Linked DNA regions of Gossypium arboreum: region 2 is linked to region 1. A link is a contact called in public Hi-C data. All regions are on one chromosome and are shown on one strand. The core of a region is the stretch at or near the end of the contact, and the rest is flanking DNA. Distances in the headings are between cores, read along the strand shown.

Region 1 (6,148 bases), core at 3,146-5,645:
CTTAGCTTTTCTTTATGTATATGTTTCGATAACATCTCTTAAAAAATGTTACATTTCTCCTAACTGCGGCTTTAGTTAGTACAACAGCTTTAAAAAAAAATTTCTATCTAAAATCGAACTTGATTAATAATTAATTAAAATCATAAAAGATATTTACAAATTAAAATTAAAATTAAAATGGTAAAATAACCATTTCAAATCAAAATAATAAAAATTATGCCCTATAATATTCTCGTACATTTTATTTATGATATTACTCATAAAATGTCTAAAATAATTAAATTGTGCATCACACAAATACATAACTAGTTAATCTAAGATTAAAGAGTGCATATTATTCATCCTAATATAATTTATATTTCACACAGAGAAAATATTGCATGAAATAAGGTTGACTTCGCATCATCTTGTATCACTTTCTAATTATTTAATAACAATTTAACAATTTTTTATGTTATTAATATATAATTTATATGATTTTTTAACTTGAACCGTAAACTTAATTAAAATATATCAAAATTATCATTAAATAATTAAAAAGAAATACAAATGGGTAACACCCTTCTTCAAACAATCCTACCTCTTGTTTTCTTAAAAAAAAAATATCGATAATAGCATATGGGAAAGGCCTAAATAATATTTTAAATGGGATCTAGCTAAGATAAGAGCTATAGACAATAACCGAAAGAGAATATTGATGTTTTGTATAATTGTGGAACGGTCCAACCATCTTTTGAAAAGTTTAGGAATGCAACAAAACGGTCATTTATAAAATATTGAAACAAAGTGTGAGTTGCTTGTTTTGCTCAAAACCCATGTGGACTGACACTCATCCCATGTTAGCATTAAAGAAGAAATGACAATGGTGAAGTTTTATGTTTATTGATTATAATATTAATTCATCAATCAATGAACATGTGTTTTGACACAAAACAACAAGTGAATGACTAAGCAAAACCCCATATCAAGAATCCAAGACATAAAATCATCTCTCTGTGTTGTTGGTTTGGAGTATTTTGTCAGCCTCATTTTCTCCCCACTAAACCACTACCATGGCATCAATTTTTTCTTAATAAAACTTACAACTTATATAAATTGGAAATGTCGCACCCATGCACTATCATCCGCTTGCCAATTCCTTACCTTCCTCCGCTACTACAATATGCCTAAATCCTCGACTCTTGCCTCAACTTCCATCGCATTTCTTATCTTGTTCTTCATGCTCCACATGAGTTGCGACGCACGTATTCTCAAGATACCGGAGACACACATGCACAGCAAGCAGCTTCTTTTACTTAAGTTAGGTTTTGATCTTCACCAACTTAAACGTTATGAAAACAATTCAACACATGTATCCGCTTCTGATAGAGTCTCACCAGGTGGACCAGATCCGCAGCACCATTTCTGATTTGCTCCTGTAAATTAGTTTATATACGTTAGATTAAAGAGTAAATTTTTCTTTTCTATTAAAAATTCAATCCATTCTACTATTAAAAATTGGTGCAATTGACTAAATAACCAGACAGTTAAACACGATGTATCACGTGTACCTCATGCTAACTTACAATGACCAATTTTTAAAAGTAGAAATGGATGGAATTTCTATCGGAAAGATTACTTTGCTCTTTGATCTAACGTATAAAGACTAATTTTTTATCTTTTTTAGCAAAGGAAATAAAGTACCGCTACAAAAATGTTACTGTGTTATGAAATGCACTTGCATTAATTTGTACCATCAAATTTCATCCATTAGTATCGATAATTAAAACTAAATTTTATTTTTCTTTTAATGTCATTAAATATCTTAATTAAGAATATTGGTGCAATTTATTGCAAACTCAGTTGCAACTCATCTCATTAGGCAACAAATTTGCTTATATTACCTTTAGCAATTTTCGATGTCATTTTATAATGAGATATTGCAACTGAAGCTACAATGTGTGAGAGATTGGTTGAATTTAAATCACGTTCTGTATCGTGAATTTATAATAATTTTTTTTTCATAGATAAGATGCTACGAACGTAGGATTAAATCTAAATTGTATAAACATTTGTTTATGTTCATTATTTAATATTTCTATTATAGTTGTTTGTTATAAGCTACAACTAAACAAAAAACTACTTAGTAGCATGAACAATTATAATTTGTATTCAATGAAATTCGGTAGTTAGATGTCGAATCATGGAAGGAAGTTGAATTGCTAAGTTAACTATACTTGATGGTTGGAATTATACCTACTAAAAAGCACATATGTCTTTATAATGCTGATGAATGAGAAGATATAGAAGGTTGTTTTATTAAATTGGTTGGGAACCTCCTAGTAATGAGATAAATGAAGCTCGCATTCCCAGACTTAAAAAAAAACCATTACAAATAAATTATCATATATTCATTACCATAAATATATCTCACAACTAATTTTAATTAATCACTATAATATTTAATATTATCACTACAATTTTATCTTAATTAATCTTATTATCTATTAAAAAAATTTTAAGAAAAACGTGTAGGATGAATTATGTTAAGTTCCGTCCATATGGCAACATTGGACTTGGGCCTATTTTGGTTTGAACTCCAAAAAAGTCTATTGTACTTAATTGATTTTGTATTATGGAGGTCCTTTAGTAGTTCGATTTTTTTATTTAAAAAAATAGTTATTATGTATTGGATAAAAAGTAAATTAATACTTTATGTTAAAAATTTATTCATTTTATTGTTAAAACTAGCGTTATTGATAGAATAATCGAGACAAGTAAAAGTGGTGTCTCACATGTACCACATTCTAACATATAAAAACTAATTTTTAAATGTATAAATTGATATAATATTTAATGAAGAGTTAATATATATATATATATATATATATATATATATATATAAAGGTACCTAGACAACTATTATGCTTACCTGCTACCTAAACCTTTTTTGAACCTAATCAGTACTTAAACTTAATAACTGTAAGCTAATTTATTTCTTTTTTTTTTTAGGTACTTGACTAACACCGTTAAATATTCTAACATGACACTGTCGACTAATAGAATGGTAAAACGTGTCAGCCTTATATTTTGACGCAAGGTTTAATTTAAAAATAAAATATTTAAAGTTTATTTTTAAAAGTACATCTTTTTGCCACATGTCAAAATATAAGACTACCACGTGTCACCATACAATTAGTTTTTAGTGCCACAATAGCACCATGTCAACATATTTAATGGTGTTAGTGAGGTACTAAAAAAGGTATCAACTTGTTTTACTATTGCCAAGTTTAGGAACCAGCTAGATTCAATAAAGGCTCAAGTACCAAGTATGTATAAGTTATCAAGTTCAAGTACCTTTATATATATTAACCATTAACAGAATGATCAATTTACTCTTTCATTTAACATATAAGGACTAATTTATCTATTTTTTTGTAGAAAAATGAATGCAATCTATCTCTTAATACAAAGATATCCAAGTTTAACTCTTAACTCTACAATGGTTTTACCTTGTATTCTATGTTGCACTTTATTTCCACAAGGAAATTTTATCCTTAAAAAAAAAAAAATATATATATATATATATATATATAAAGATTTTTGGCGACAAGTATAAGTGAATTATTGGATATTGTTTTGGTTGAAGAAAACATGCATTTCATTACTTAAGAAATAATGATTACAAATTTGTGGATAATTTTGCATCCAGTAAACATCCTCAATATAAGAAGAAACATGCTTGGCCAGCAGTTTGATTGCCATGTTGGAAAACACAGGATTGGAACATTCTTGCTAAACGATGGCCCAATATTAGACATGTTAAGCCTGTGATGTGATAACTTTAATAGCCTCCCCTTCCACCATAAATTTTTGGTGAGTCAGTTCCACACCTGCATCTTGAATTGTGCGGGAATTGATGCATACCTTTGTGGTCCGTAGCAAAGCAATGAGAGTCCATCGCTCATAAATGGTTGTGGACACAGGCATTTCAAGGATTCCTTCAAGCATGCTTACTTTGCTGTTTGGATGAATACTCAAACCACTTGATTGCACAAAAAAAGAATAATTTGTTGGCATCCATCGTCCCCAACTCTTCCCTAGAAGACCAAATGCATTCACTATGCACGAATGAGAACTAGTATATGGACTATATATGTCTTGTTCTAAAATCATATATCAATCTTAACATAATTCTTTTTATAGTTATATTTAGAATGATTTCCATTTTTAGAATGAAGTTTTAATAATAAATACAATGAAGTAAATATTATTTTAATTTACATTTGTTTTTTTAAGCAATCAAATATATTACTTAGAAGAAAATATGATGTAATTTTTGGTAAAAATCTAATTACATAATTGTTATAAATAAATTAACCTAAAACATCTACAAATTATAAAATTATATTGTTAAAAATTTTAAAAGTGATACAAAATTATCTCAATCTTAATTTCAGAAACGAGGATACCAGTTCCTTCTTAAAATCAGAACCATGGTGCTTCTCACCCCCAAGCTGAGGTTCTCACATCTTCCTACCCATTTTCACTTTACCAAGCTTCGGTTTTGCTTTTCTTCTTCTTCTTCTTCTTCTTCTTCTTCTTCGCAATTCTCTCCTTGGTCTGGTCTCCAAAGCTGGAGAGAGAGCCCACTGAACGAGGACCGATTTTTGGGAACCAGTGGCCCTCAACCTCTGTCCAACACTGAAGTCCCCAACACACCGGTCGCCCTTGAAGCTTTTGGTTCCTCTCTCGCAGAGCTTGGTTCTCTGGTTCTCTCTACCAGTGACCCCCTTACTAAATCCAAGCTCTCTCATTTGGCTTTCTCCAGGTGGCGCAATGAGGGTCTGCCCATTGGGCTCTGCCAGCCTCCTTCTCGACCTGCTCGCCCTACTAACCCTCAATTGGTTTGTTTCCCATTCAAACTTATACCGCATGGAATTGGAGTTTCTGTATAAATAGAATGTGTAATTCATCTTTGTGATCAATTATTCATTTGGGAGTTGCTATTGTTAGGTGAAAAGTGATTATTTTTAGTCGTTTTCCTGAAATGCAGGTTTCTCCAAAGGAGATTCCAGACCCTAAAACCTCTGGCCTGCCTCTTAATGCTTATCTGCTTCACAACCTGGCTCATGTGGAGTTAAATGCAATTGATTTGGCATGGGATACTGTTGTACGATTTTCACCCTTCTATCATATTCTTGGGGACAAATTCTTTGCTGACTTTGCTCATGTTGCTGATGATGAAAGCCGTCATTTTGCTTGGTGTTCACAAAGGCTTGCTGAGATTGGTTTCAAGTAAGTAGAGTTCTCGCTTTCTGCAGTGTGTTAATTTGCTATTTCCTTGTTTAAACGACTTTAATCTCTTTTCCCTTGACTTATTATCAACATATGCATTCTCTTACACTTAGGTTGTACCTTGTTAATCATTAATAAAGCTCTATTTCCATGTACAATCCTTTCCTTTTCAGTGTAGATATGTTATTTCTGCTTGTCTTTTCACATGATAAATAACTAGCATTTGTGTTTGAAGAACCAAAATATGCCATGAATTGGCTCACCTTAACTAATTTACACTCATCGTATGCACTTCCATGTGATTGTTTTTTTTTTTTCTTTTTCCTTTATCTAGTTATGGAGATATGCCTGCTCATAACTTACTTTGGAGAGAATGTGAGAAATCATCAGATAATGTTGCTGCACGTATGGCTGCCATCCCATTAGTACAGGTGATCTTTTACTGTTGACCAACTTTTAATTCTTGAAATAGAAGCTTCCTTAAAGTACTTTATGATTTCATGAAAGTAAATCTTGAGTTCTTTTCTCTGTAAAATGCAATTGCTCAAAATGTAATTGCCCAGCCTGCATATCCTACTGCTTTTCATCTAACTTGAACATTTCACAGCACCCATCTTTGAGTAGTGATTTAGGTGGATTAGATTTCACTCCAGTCTGAGATTTTCATAGCACTATAGTTGAGGACATTTCATTGGAAGTTCCATAAACCTAGATTAACTCAGTTTTCAAGTTTTTGCACCTGTAGTTTCTCATGTCCAATCTAATGCCTTAATAGGCTCAAGTCAAATTCAGGACATTTCCTAAAGAACCATTTATGATCTAGTCTTGGTCGAAGTTGAAGCTTAAAAAAATTGATCATCTGAAATCAAGA
Region 2 (6,383 bases), core at 2,322-4,821, 180 kb before region 1:
TTACTATTTTTCTTGTAGAGGAAGCAAAATACAATCTTATTCCCAGTACAAGAGCTTCCATAGTATTTTTACCCAATACTATCACAGAAGCAAGCAAAAAAAATATGAACATGGAAAATTGGTGCCGGCCACTGGCTACATTCATTTTTCCCTAAATGTTCCACGTATTTGGAGGATCAAACCCCCATATCCAATGTTAGTTGGATATGTATATATCCCGCACATAATTCAAGGAAAATGGAGTGTGAGAATCTAGTTAATTCCACACCAGTTCTGGCCAGTGCACCTTGTTCCGGTAGTAAACCAAAACATTTCTACATTCTTTTCTGCACCAGTGAAAATATTGGCATATATCGATCACATTGGCTCATTCCACCCAATTCTAGTCATATCAGCCGGAACATTGTGCACCACTGGTGCACAAATAAGAAAAAAAATGTAAAATTACATATATAAGACAACCTTCTTGTTTAATGTATGAGATCTTTTCTTTTTCCATGGATTTGTCAAATGATGAATTTTTAGCTGTGAACTTTATTGGAGTATTTTATACAATTGATAAATATTCTATATGTGAAATTTATTTAATTTTTAGTCAATTGATACTTGTAAATGTTTCTAAAAGCATATATGAAATATTTTTCAAAAATATTGATAAATCCAAAACAGTATACCAAAACAGTCCAATACCGGTATGCATCAGTTCCAGTTGAAAAACAATACGTCCATCGGCACGGTATTGAATACCTTGGTCAGAACATAATTGATAACTACAATGAACATAATTTGGGTTTACTAAGTTCTGAACATCAAAATAGTGAAACAGGATTTTGACTGGGCTAGCAAAGCATGGTATTTTGGTAGCTGTTGCAAAAAATTTGAGAGTGAGACATTAACTAAACAGGATTTAATGACATAACAGGGGGTTTGAATTCTCTTCAGTTTTTCTAAACTTGGATTACCGAATCACAGTAAATGTATGATAAAGGATTCTTCTAGTTCGAAAACACTTCTCCACTGTTATAGCCAGAATTTCTGAACAATCCACACTAATCAAATGCCTCGGGATCCTTCATGAGGTCAGTTAAAAATACTATGGCAGAATCTTCCAAAAAAAAACACTATGGTAGTTTCATTAAAAGCAGCAGCTACTTAAAAAGAAGTGCCTTTATAGTTTTATTAACATTTAGCTTTCAACCTAGGATAAAATGGGATTTTGACCCTATATTGTGATATTGTACCTTATAACAACAAATATTTGGAGGGAAGCTATTATTCAAGGACCACCTTGATATACTGAATTTGAGGCCTGCCAAAGTGAATAGTGGTGTAGGATTTCTGATATGATTCCATGGATATGATACTTTGGCTTCTTTTCCTTGGTGGTAACTTCTAGAAATCACCTAGGACTAAAGCTTAAGAAGCTTACTTGTCAAATGTGACAACAAAGACATAGTTATTACCAATTCAAGCAACGCCAAGGCTAACTTTTATTGAAGCTTAAGAAAAGATTCCGAAATTTTGGCTGATGTCGTTGCAACCCTACTAAAAACCAGCATCTAGTTTCATATGACAGAACTATCATGTGCTCCTAGAAAAGGAAAGGGTCACTAGTAGTGTTCTATGCTATAAATGATTTTGATTTTCCTCATCAATGATAGTAGGTTTGAGATCTTAATACCTAGTGAATATTGAGATAAAAAAAAAATTTCTTGAGCATCATTCCAAAGAAGATCATATAAATTATAAAGAAGATAAAATGATAAAAAGAGGAAATGGAAAGAAACAAGAAACTAAAACAGTTTCTATAAAATTAATTAAGTAAATATTTTATAGGTTTAAAATTATTTATAAGTTCAAAAAATTCAAAACATAATATTAATTATTTCTTATTTTGTATTTATTTATTAAAACATACATCAAGAGAATGACAAATTTTAATTTACACATCATATGGCATCTGTCATTTCATGGCCATTTTCTAATAGGGATTTAGTTGACATAAAGCATGCTATAAAGTTTGAGACCAGTGGTGCTTAATTGAACTACAATTATATTTAGAATTTTACAGTTACATCACAGTTCAGTATCTGAAGTTCCACCTCCCCCAAAATACTTTAAACTTTTGCTTTCAAGCCAAGTTAATTGATTTTCAATTGGGAGTTGAGTATTTTCCGAGACATTCTACTTCAGATAGTGTGATTGTATGACGTAATCAAAATGCGTGGTGTAATCAACCCTTTGTGCGATTAAGGAATTCTACACATGATGCTTATGGTTTCTTCTGTTCTTGGTTGTGCAATGCAATCAAGGAACCAAAGGAATGAAGCTTAGGGATCATTCCTTTTTTATTCCCCTTTTGCTTTATACAAATTAAGCTATTTATTTGAGAATGAAAGATTATTGTTTTCAGTTTTCCCAAAAGCTAGTCCCGTTAGCTGTCATGGATCAGTCTCACTAAGCCTCGATATACAAATATATATATATCTATGAGAATCCCCTACAAGCCTCACAGTCCCTATCAGGCTATTGGATCATTCATATGAATGATATACTCAGCATCATCTCATCTAACAATAAATCTGAAAACATGGAACAAACATTGAATAGAAAACCTTAATGATTGTAGGCAACTCAGTCAAGATAGCTCCTTCCTATGAAATATATTATTTTTAGTTTATATTTCCCAATGAACTTAAAGGTGAGGCCAAATGTTCCTAGAAAAATGGGGACAGAAAGGAAGTAGAATGTAATATTGTTAGGTGTTTATAGTAAGGATGATGTTTTTATCATATAATTATAGGATAAAGAAGTAAAAGTGAGGAGAAGAAAGCATACTTCTCCATCAGATCCTCGAATAGTGAGTCGATATACAACAGTGATAGTTCCATTCTCAGAGAATATAACATCACGTACTTCTCCACACCATCCTGTGAGAAATATTGAATCAGGTTTGCAATTCAAGGAGGATATACAAAAGGAAATCAAAGGAAAAAGGCAAACCAGGGGCGTAGAAGCTCAACATGCGATTGGCATGGTACCTGAGGCAATCAAACAAGACCAGGTCAGATCAGATCGACTGATTTATCAGTAATAAGATTCCGAAATTCAAACATAAAAATTTAGCGGCGGTACCAAGGGAGAAAAGTGGAAGAAGAATCAGAAGGAGGCTTGACGATGTTATCAGGAATTCGCTTGTTGAGATCGCGAAGGATTTCAACTAGAGGACGAGTGATGTACGAAGAGTTTGATGCCGAAAACGACTTGTTGAGTGGCACAACGTAGTTTGAATTAGGGACTCCCTTTTTAGCATCGCTGCTACCATTATTGCTGCTTCTGCTGTTGCAATGGACAAGGCCGATGAATCGCGATCTCTCCCAGCTCTCGCCCCCGATTACCAACCGCCGCCCGTTCCTATTGTTACTATCCAACACTAGCTGTGGAGACCATTGTGAGAGGAAGACGCCACCGCCGATTCGCAATTGTATTGCCATTTTTTCCAATGGATTTCCAAGCTCGTTTGGTCAAATCCTTACTGCCCTATATTTTCTTTTTTTATTCCCTTTGCTTACTTGTTCTACTTAGAAATGGCAACTGGGTGGGTGGGCTGGGCGGGGCGGGGCGGGTTTTGCCCCGTCATCCCCTATATCTCAACCTAATCCAGTTTTGGTATAATTCCAAATTAATAGGGTTAATGTGCAAATTAGCCCTTATACTTTGGATAGTAATTGAATTTTGCCACCATATTTTTATTAGTATTTGTTAAAAGGTAAATTTATCACTTTCCTTTTAATTTAATTTTGCCATTTCACTTTTATTTGATTGAATTTTGAAACTAAAGAATTTTACTATTCAATTTTAAATTAAATTAAATTAAGTTAAATTTAATATAAATAATTTATTTAAATAATTAAAATAAATAATTAACATGATTTTAAATATAAATAAAATGTTATTTATAAAACTAAAATAAAGTATTTCTAAAAAATTCAAGTCTTGTTCATTAAATAAAAATTCCAAGTTAATTTATAAATTTTAATAATTTTATGAATTAACTTAATGTTGACCATTAAAATATGAAATAATATTTTTTCATTATTTTTAATTTCATTAAATTTTGTTTTCAAATAAAAGTTTGTGGAAAAATTTATTAAAATTCAAAATTTAGTAATTAATTTTTTTAGTAAAGAAAAACAAATATAAAAGCTAACTACACAAGAGTTCTTTGAGCAAGACTATTATATGCTTGAACAATAGAAGTGCCAACACCTCCCTCAGAATCACCTCAAATATCTTCAGGCCATTGTTTGTATCAAAGGTCATCTTGGCTAGACAGTCAATAACTTTATTACGGTCTTCAGGAAAATGTTGTATGATCCAAAGTTCTACATTCACTAGAAGAATATGGATATGTCTAATAAGAACAGAATTTGAACTCGTCAAGGAAGAATCCTGAATGATCTTGACCGCTTCCAAGTTATCTGTTTGAATCATCACACCCACATATTACCTATCATGAATGAGGGCCAATCCATCAAGAATACCCACAATTTAGCATCAAGAACTAAGTAGTTGTCCAAATGTCTGTTGTACCTCATAATCCACTCCATACTTTTGTTTCTTATGACTCTTCCTGGTGTAGCATTACCAAAAGGAATTTGAACCTCTCCATCAGTGCACAGGTTGATCTAATTTTTTGGAGCTTGAGTAGTTGAACTTGACTCCTACTATCTAGACAAGTCCTCTCTGTGAAAAGAAACAAATTGTTTGCCCAAATATACGATATTTTAACTATCTCACCTGTATTCCATAAGGCACCTTAAAAAAGAAAAAGGTTTCGATTCTTCCAAATTCGCCAGATTAGTAAGCCAAATAAACAAGACCGATTTACCTCATTGACTACTGATTTAGCAGGATTCTGCAAGTTAGACTTTAACCACTAAAGAAGGTCACCTGCAAAGAAACACCCATTAATTCCATCCAGAAGGACATGCGTCCAAATTTCTTTAGCTACTGGACAATCTCTGAGCACATGCAAAATGTCTTCAGAATGATGACCACATATACCACAAGAACTATCATGCCCTATACCCCGCTTAACATACTCTACATTAGTAACCATGCGTTGATTTAAGATGAGCAATATGAAAAGTTTGACTCTATGGGGTCCCTAAAATTTCCACGCCAACACATCCTTCATATTCCACGATATTTCTCGAATGTTCCAATACACACTTTTGAGAGAGAAAATACCATTCAAAGTACGAGCTCAAATAATCCTATTAGAACCTACAGATGGATAAGATGAGGGAATACCTACAATACGTCTAATTATATCTTTTGATAGCCAAAGACGAAAAAGATCCAAATTCCATGATCCCTCATCAGTGATCATATCACTAGGAAGACAGTCTAAATTAATATTAGCAAGGGTTGGAACTTAAAAATCAAAGGCCCCATATTCGAGATCCATAGGTCTCTCTAAAAACTAATATTGTTCCCATTTCCAACTGACCAAAGCAAACTTTCCCAAATTAGGGGCCATGCATTAGAAATGGCCTTTCAAAGAAAGGAACATCTCCTTCAAGAGATATTATCTGGTAAAGCCTCTTTCATACCATATTTGGACCGAAGAACTTGAACCCATAAGACATCCTGTTTGGAGGCTAAGTTATACCTTAACTTCATCATAATTGAGGTATTTTGGTTTCTCAAATGTCTAATGCCAAACCATTCACAAGAACGAGGTTGGCAAATAGACTCCTAATTAACTAAAGATATCTTCTGCCTACTATTAGATGACCCTAATGAATTGCCTGACGATACATTCAATCTCATCATATAACCCTTTAGGGATCATCATGGACTGCATGAAGTAATTAGGAAAAGATAGCAAAATTGATTGTGCTAAGGTAGCTCTACTAGCTAAAGATAATTTCCTAGCATCCCATCTGTTTAGTTTACTCTGAATCTTGTCAATAATAAAACTCAAGATACTATTCAAAATCCTTTCATGAAGAAGAGGTACCCCCAAATAGATGCCAATATTATGCACCCTCTGAAAACCAAGAATTTCGCTCAACTGCATACCAATAACATCATCCGTTCCTTTAGAAAAATAAATATTAGTCTTCCAAGCATTAACCCGGCGACTGGAATACCCACAAAACTTCTCTAGAATATCTTTGAAGGATCATAGTATGATAGAGATTTGCATGACAAAAAATGATAAGATCATCCGCAAAGAAAAGATAAGAAAGACTCAGACTAGATCTCGATAAATGAATAGGCCACTAAAGACCATTATCTATAGTATGATGAAAGCTATGACTGAGCCATTCCATGCAAAGAACAAATAGAATTGGAGAAAGCAGACATCTTTG

What was found. A called contact is a pair of places that touch in the nucleus more often than the background predicts.
Region 2: a contact with region 1 is called in a Hi-C map of leaf, with 2.5 times the contacts expected there. The contact joins the promoter of LOC108457478 here to the promoter of LOC108454415 in region 1. A contact is called at or near these places in 3 of 5 Hi-C or Micro-C datasets (all in leaf).

What each region holds. Positions count from the first base shown.
Region 1 is chr9:152,936-159,083 of ASM2569848v2, reverse strand. LOC108454415 reads left to right here and starts at 4,395. Exons shown (of 7, transcript XM_017752869.2): 1 at 4,395-4,886; 2 at 5,036-5,277; 3 at 5,612-5,708. The coding sequence starts at 4,476.
Region 2 is chr9:333,446-339,828 of ASM2569848v2, reverse strand. LOC108457478 (DNA repair RAD52-like protein 2, chloroplastic) reads right to left here and starts at 3,571. Exons shown (of 4, transcript XM_017756563.2): 1 at 3,136-3,571; 2 at 3,004-3,041; 3 at 2,839-2,930. The coding sequence starts at 3,494.